2 separate regions of the Mus musculus genome follow, and region 2 is linked to region 1. Evidence: chromatin contacts called from public Hi-C data. All regions are on one chromosome and are shown on one strand. The core of a region is the stretch at or near the end of the contact, and the rest is flanking DNA. Distances in the headings are between cores, read along the strand shown.

What was found. Hi-C and Micro-C count contacts between places; a contact is called where the count stands out from the background.
Region 2: a contact with region 1 is called in a Hi-C map of cerebral cortex, with 2.9 times the contacts expected there. The contact joins two enhancer-like sites. A contact is called at or near these places in 5 of 484 Hi-C or Micro-C datasets (cerebral cortex, cortical neurons, differentiating embryonic stem cells and 1 more), 1 of 115 datasets of contacts at active chromatin or transcription factors (embryonic stem cells) and 1 of 9 other capture datasets (embryonic stem cells).

Annotation. Positions count from the first base shown.
Region 1 is chr15:73,790,056-73,793,638 of GRCm38.p6, forward strand. It overlaps Mroh5 (maestro heat-like repeat family member 5), which reads right to left. Exons shown (of 11, transcript NM_001368162.1): 5 at 3,013-3,120; 6 at 2,614-2,730; 7 at 1,669-1,788; 8 at 665-823; 9 at 1-37. Among named protein-coding and RNA genes, the nearest start is that of Ndufb4c, 18 kb to the right of the region's middle. Within about 2 kb of position 1,941, at least 61 of the 459 cell types and tissues checked have an H3K27ac peak or open chromatin away from gene starts, as enhancers often do. A contact at or near this core is called in cerebral cortex, where this site is marked.
Region 2 is chr15:73,980,514-73,984,425 of GRCm38.p6, forward strand. No RefSeq gene overlaps it. Among named protein-coding and RNA genes, the nearest start is that of Gm32355, 7.6 kb to the right of the region's middle. Within about 2 kb of position 2,063, at least 35 of the 459 cell types and tissues checked have an H3K27ac peak or open chromatin away from gene starts, as enhancers often do. A contact at or near this core is called in cerebral cortex, where this site is marked.

The DNA of each region.
Region 1 (3,583 bases), core at 691-3,190:
TGATAGCAGTAAGGAAGCTTTGCTTCAGGGTCTCATCCTGTGTAGGTCAGGCCCCAGGGGACAGATCAGGCTGAGAGCCAAGGAGCTTGTGGGAGAAAGCAAGAAGCGAGGCCGAGGCCACCATCTTCAGGCACACTTGAGTCAGGGTGAGAGGGGTGTGGTGGGGACCACCGGGCTGGGAGCTGGTGGGTAGGGCCTTCCTTAGGAAGGAGCGCATGATCTTGGTTTAAGCATGTGAATTCTGTGAGCCTGGCCAAAATGTGAGAGGGGCCTGTGAGGGTTTCTGGAGTGTGGTACCTACAGCCTGGATGGGCAAGACTTATCCTGGCTATCACAAGCCAGGCTATGGTGCTCCTCGGAGAAAGGCATCACCCTGGCCTCTTAGGATCCAGCCCTCCCCCATGTGAAAATCCAGTATTTGCATTGTAAGAAGTGGGGGAATGGGGTTCTTATCAGACCAGAGGAAATTTCAGGGTAATAAAGGCACAGGGGCAATGCACAGCACAGGAGGTTTGGTGGGAGGGCAGGGGACTTGGGCAAAGGCTAAAGATGGCTGGCCCTAGGCTTCCCTGAGTTCATGATCGGGGCAGGGCAGAGCCGGAGTCCTAGCTCTGTCCTGGGGAAGGTGCAGGACTGGGGTGATGGTGAGCAAGGCAACCTGTACCCAGGAGCTGAAGTGGAAGTAGAAGATCATCCTGGATAAGATGTTGTCCACCCAGGGCAGGATGTGGTTCTTGGCCCAGGCTGCCATCTGGCCGTAGGAGAGGAGGATGGTGCTGCTGGCCCACTTCCACCGAAGGTCCTCAGTGTTCTGGCCGTGGAGCTGGGTAGGAGTGGATTTGGGGTTGGGTCTTGCCCACTGTCTACTTGGGGAGTGGTGAGAAGGGGGTACCCCGATCCCAGCAAGGTGGGGGAAGGGAGTGTCCAGAGGGTCTTTGTTCACCAAATGAGAACAGCAGAAGTGAAATTAGATTTTCAGGGAGTTAGGCTGATTATACCAGGACATCAAAGGCATTGTACTAGGCTCCATTGGAACTGGAAGAGTTGAGGCCTCTCCCGTGATAGTCTTTCCCTACAGCCCAGCACCCTGATGGGCACACCACACACTTATGGGCTGCCGGGGGGGGGGGGGCTGGAAAGATCATGCTTCCATCCAGGCAGACAGTAATGGGCAAAGTGGAATTTCCTGCTTGACTGTGGCCCAGAGTCATCTCTCCTCTCAGATGTCACCACGGTACTAGCGTGGTGACATTGCAAAAACAGTGACAGGTACCCACGGAGAGTCTGAGGCATGCACTTCAGTTCTGCCACTTGCCAGATGTGAAGAGCCAGCGGAGCCTCCTCTAGGTTGCAGGGTTAACCATGAACAGACCTGCAAGAGCATGAAGAACCTCCCCAACCCAAAATTCCTTTGGAGAGGTTCCCAGGCACTGTCTTCCAGGGGGAGTCACGTAGGGTGCAGTAAGGTGGCACAGAATGGAGCCCCCTCCAGTGTGCACAAGCAATTCTCAGGCCAAGAGTCTCACCTTTTAGATAAATCTTTGCCTCAGTGGCAACCATAATCCTAGAGTGGTTGCTATGTTTCCCTTCATGCAGTGTAGGATTTGATGTCCGCCCCTACTCCACCCCCCCACCCCCCCCACCACCCTAGGAACCCTGAGTTGATACCTTCAGGGAAAAGTTCTGCAGGCTCCTCTTGAAGGGTGTGCTCCGTCCAAACTGTTCTAAGATAGCCCAGGCATCATCCAAGTGGTTTACTGCAACCAGTCCCACTGTGAGAGCAATGCCCTGTGGGCAGAGTCCCCCCTGAGTCTGTGATCTGGATCCTGTAATTCCCCACTCCACCAGCAGGGGGCAGGAACTCACACACAATTGAGGACCTGCAGCTCAGAGCCCAGACACCCAGGAGGTGGGTGGAGTTGGGGGTGGGAAGAGGAAGAAAGGGAGCTTTGGGGTTGGTTGTCTCTCGTGCCAGCTCAGCTCTGGGCAGACATGCTCAGGATAGGAGTGAAGATGTATGAGATGCGAGAGATGCGATTGGGGCTTAGTTCGTCAGAGTTCATGCTGTGATCAGCCCTCAGGACATGACCAGGATCAGGCCTCAGTGTGTTTTCATGTTCAGGTCTCAGACTGTGAGGAGCCCTAGGGCTCAGTGTGTGGCCAGGAGGAGGGCTCAGATTCTGACTGGAGAACCACGATATGAGAGTTATAAGGACTCAGTATGCGCACAGACTCAGGAGGTCTCGGTGTCAGCGTCAGGAGCAAGGTTCAGCGTGTGGTGGGACTAGGGGCTCAGCGTGTGACCTTCAGGGCTCGCTATGGGAGCAGGATTAACAGTCGGTGTGCATTCGAGGATCAGGGTTCATTGTGAAACCAGGGAAGGGGCTCATTCTGTGACCAGGGACAAGGCTGAGTATGAACAGGGTCAGGGCTCAGTGTGAGATAGGACCATGGTTCAGTGTGTGATAAGGATCAGAGCTCTGTGTGACGGAAACCAGGGATTGGTAGGTGACCAGCACAACTCAGTTTACTGAGCCCTTACCTCCCCAAACCCCTGCTTTGACCCTCACCTCCCCCTGCCTGGGGCCTCCCTTCCCCCCTTTGGGGCCTCACCTCCCTTTGCTTGGCCCACTGGTGAGATGTCTCCAAGAGGGTTGTGAGATGCGTCCTGACGGTGGTGCTGTTCTCCTCAGCTTGAAGGATTAGCCCGTAGTAGGTGAACAGGAAGGCCTGGTGGGATTCAACATCCTGTCCTGAGTGGGACCCACCTGACCTGAGCGCCTATGACCAAGTTCCCCAGGTTTCCTTACTCTGAGGCCACCCTTCCCATCTTGCCCGAGGAAGGCCTAAACCCCAGCCTGTGGTGAGGAAGGGAGGTGCTTCTAGTCCAGCTGCCCAGGCCTCGTTCCTTCTCCCTTTGTTCAAGGGCCCTGCTTGTCTGTGACAGATCCCATGGGCCTGTGTGGTGAATAGGCTGGGGCCCTTGGGAACAGTGTGTGTGTGGGGGGCTACCTTGTCCGGGGTTTGCTCTTGCTGTGTTCTGCCAGACTTGGTGATGGCCCACAGCAACTCCTTGGACCACACATCTGTGTTCAGGAACGGCACCGACTTTCTGGCCATCTGTGAGGCGAGGCAGGCAGGGCTTGGAGGCACTTTCCCAGAGCCGGAAAGCCCTGGCTTCATTAGCCCCTCCTCCTTCCTCTAAGTTTTCAGCACTTTGGCTTGTTGGATGGATCTCAGAGATGGAGAACATGTTTCTCAAGGTACCCCCCAGCTGTGTTCAGGATATCTGAACCCTGGGAGGCTGCAGTGTGGTATCCAGCCATGTTCCCAGCCTGGGCTGAGGGCCCAGCATCAGTGAAAGTGGCCCTGAGACAGGGTGGGCCTCATAGACAGGGTTGAGTCTGCTTCTCAGTGTGTTTCCAGTGCCTGGCATGGTGCCAGCCTGTGGCAGACGCTCGACTGTTTCTTAATGAAATGAGGGATCAATGCAATGACCCTTCTAAATGCAGGATTCTGGAAGGTTCCATCGTAGCTCAGTAGGATGACTGTAATTATGTCTAATAGACCTTCATTTCCAACA
Region 2 (3,912 bases), core at 813-3,312, 190 kb after region 1:
GCCAGCATGGCCCAGTATCCTGGGAGCCTCAGATTGGTGGGCCAGTCATGGCTGTGATGACCTACCCAGAATGGCATTTCTCTCTGCCTCAGCCCTTTAATGTCGTGTGTCTCTGCAGCATAGCAGACAGGAAGGGTTCTGGGCTCCATGGCAAAGATTCAGTTTTCTTAGCTCCCCCAAACAGCCTGGCTCTATGGTAATGAGTACGTTAGGCTGTTCCAGTGACCAGGCCTTCACAGCCATTTGGTGGACATTGGTTGAGTCATTTGCTAACACCTGCTCTCATGTAGCCCAGGCTGGCCTTGTGGATTCAACACATGCAAGGATGACCCTACTCCTCATCCTCCTACCCCCATCATCCGCGTGCTACAATTACAGGTATGTGTCGCCTCCTTGTGGTTTATGGGATGCTGAGGATCAGTTCCAGTGCTTTGCAAATGCTAAACAAACTCCCAACTGAGTCGCAGTCTCAGCCTCTTCCCAGGGTTTCCTTCCCTGTCATGCAGGTGGGCCTTCCTCTCATTCAGACCATCTCCGTGAAAGGTTTTCCAGCACCCATACAAACATCCAAGAATCTTCAAGTTGGGGCTTGCTTTCCTTTTGGGGATGGCTGCTGCTGTTATAGGTGAGGTCTAGGGTCTCCCACAGAGTTCTCATCTCACTTCAGGCCTGTGGCTGCTCTAGGCTGGATCTTTTCGTCCTGGCCTTGCTCTGTGCCTAGAGAAGAGAGCAGTGAGAGATGGGCTAGGCTGATGCTGGCCGGGGTTGGAGGGAGGAGGGAAGATTAATTGGTTCTCATTAGCCTAGGAGTCAATTTGCAGACATTCGGTAAGAGCCCCTGTAAAGAAAGCTGTTGACAAATTGGAGTAGATTCAAACCAAACAGCGAGGCCCTTGAGGGACTGAGGAAGGACTGGAGAGCCCCGAGCAACAAGCAAGGTTGATTGGCTCTCACATAGGCCTCCATTGTGGGCATGGGCCAGCCATATACCCTGCTGATTGGACAACCATGGTCTGATCTCACAGGTGAACACAGTGGGCCTCCTCCAGTGTCAGTGAACTCGACCAAGTTCACAGGGCAGCCAGGACCCAGAGCTCACATGCCTCGTCCCCATAGTGATATCTGGGCCTTCCAGTTCAGGGCTGCCTCTGTCAGGATGCAGCTCTCTCTTTCTCTCTCTCTCTCTCTCTCTCTCTCTCTCTCTCTCTCTCTCTCTCTCTCTCTCTCTCTCTCTCTCTCTCCCTTCTGGTTTCCAGTCTCTTCATCTATCAGCTAGGCACTCTCAGGCCGAAAGGGCTTCTGGGTAGTAGCAGACAGTCCCAGCTATTTCTGGATTCAGCTGCTGCATCTCTGGATCCTGGGCGAGCCTCTTGTCTCTGCATACCTATTGCAGTGTGCTTAGCTAGTTAACACATGGTGGCAAAAATAGAGGAAAGCAGCCGAGGGGTTCCAACCCACAAACCCCTCTGAGCACACTGCTCTGTCCAAAGGCTACAGAACTAGTGAGGCTTATCTGAACCCTGAGCTGGGTTTTGAGGAGTAGATAGGAGTTTCCTTGATGCTAGCACTGGGTGGACGGAACAGCACGGGTCCAGGCACAGGGAAGCAGGTGTAGTAAGTGATGGGGTACTGCGATGTGGAGTGACTTGGTGTGTGAGGGAGGTTAGGTTCAGCATGGCCTCTCTCTCCCGCTGCTCAGAGTAGCAGGTGAGTGCCCGGGCATCCTGGTGGCCTGTGAATTCCCCAGGGCTTCCGGCCAGCCCCACCCTGCAGAGCTGTCTGGCACCCGGTGTGAAAATGAAGATTGATCATGGCGGCAAGGCAGCCTGGCCGCAGAGCCAGCCGGGAGTTGCAGCAACCCCGGGCTTCATTATTATTTTAAGTGTTACTCAGCTTCTTTATTGAATTCTCCAAGTCAGGAAAAATTCTGGCGAGATAAGAAGTTGACATTTTCAGACGCAGCAACGAGAGAACTGTGCAGGCGGCGAGGACAGCGCGCGCAGAGCCTGCTTGGCATGAGAATGTCCCAGCCCACTGCCACCACCCACGGCCACACAGGCACATGCACAGGCGTGCTGACTCAGGACAAGGGAGCCCAGCCAACCGGGGGTGGGGGCAGAGGGGAGGGAGAGAGGGGGAAGGCTGCTTCCGAGAAAACCACTGGAGACCTCTCTCTTCTCTCTACCTCCCCCTACCCTGCCTGTCTCCCTACCTTCCTTTATTGAGTACCTACTATGTGCCAGGCTGGGGTGCACACTAGCTCAGCATAGGGCTCTTTTTTTGCCTTAGAGTAAGGCTGAGGATCACAAGCTGTCACTGTGGAGCAGTGTGCACGTGAACAAGGCCAAGTAGAACTCAGGGGAGGAGATAACCTAGGGTCCTTCCAGGCCTGATTCCTGGGTGTGTCTGAGGCTACTGGCCTGAAGTGAAGTAGGTATTGACTTTGGGTTCAGTATCTGTTTGCTAAGCACATGATCACAGTACACCTGCTAAAGAAATGGACAGCTCTTTCTGGGAAGCTACATAGGAATTTCTGTATGGATCTTAAGGGAATTATGATTATAGGGTTTTCTCAAGGGAACATATTTTGTTGGTCTTCTGTGAAGGTCATGGCTGGGGATACAGACCTGATGGGGAGGCCCAGCCAATATGGCCAAAGGACAGAGGAAGAGACAGAGGTAAGATATGGAGGCCAAGGTTCCAGAGCCATCTCTTCAGATCCTTGGCTGGCTGGCCTCAGGCCTGGAACAAAATGGGTCTGAATTTGAGTATTCCGTGAAAGAATGACATGATCTCAGACACACACAACATTGTCCCAGCCCTGTGGTGGGAAGGTCCTGAGACCATCTCACCTGCACATGAACTCTAGGAAATTACTGTCCCAGAACAGGCTGAGTCTAGGTCATTGTCTTAGGGTCACCACCTGCCTCTGTGGCCTCCTCTTTCACATAGGTACACTTAGGGGTACAGAGAGACACACAGATGCATCCACACAGACATACTCATGAGCAAGCCTGCAGCTGCTAGTCCCTCTTCATCCTTCCAGCTTACACAGGACAGAGCTTTCTGCACCCCAGGGCTTTACCTCTTCTCTGTAAACCCATGGGCAACGGTTATGTCGGGAATGTTCCCCAAAGGCCCATATACTAACTTAATCATAGCCAGGGACATTGGAGGGTGGAGTCTTTAAGAGGTGGGGCCTGGTGGTAGGAAGTTAAGTCATTGGTGCCCCCTTGAAGAAAAGTATGGGGAACCTACCCCCTCTCTCAGCTTCCTTGCTCTGAGGGGTGAACAGGCCTTCTCTGCCACCATGATATACTCTGCTGCCATAGACCCAAAGCAACAGGGCCTGGTGACCACGGGCTGGAATCTTTGAACTGTGAGGCATATCTTTTCTTCCTCTTTGCTCTTTGTCTCAGGTATTTTGTCTTAGTCACAAAAAACTGACAAGAATTCAGGCCCCTCACAATGAAAAGCCTTGTGCGTACAGAGTAACAGCAGTTTGTAGCTCAGGGGCCGAGGTTTGACCACAATGGCACAATGGCACAATGGGCAGGCTCTTCAGAGACATGGCCTGGGGACTAGTTGTAGCTTGTCAGGTTTGAGATAGTTCTGCTAACTGCCAGCCCAAGCATCTCTCCCTGTAAAGGATGGTGCGAATCTCTCTTGACTCAGGAGGAACTGCTAAGCACATCTGCTTGGCACTAATAACAGCCTGGGCCACCGTGTCTCATTTATTCCTTTCTACCCTGGCCTGTGTCTCTGTGCACTGAGCTCTCAGCAAGGAGCATCCTGACCAGCTTACAGTACAGGCCTCAGCTGCTATCTCCCTTCTCTCTACCATCCTGTGGCTTGCACGTGACTAAACCTTAGAACACACCTCTCCTGTATCCTCTGCCCTACCTCAATCTA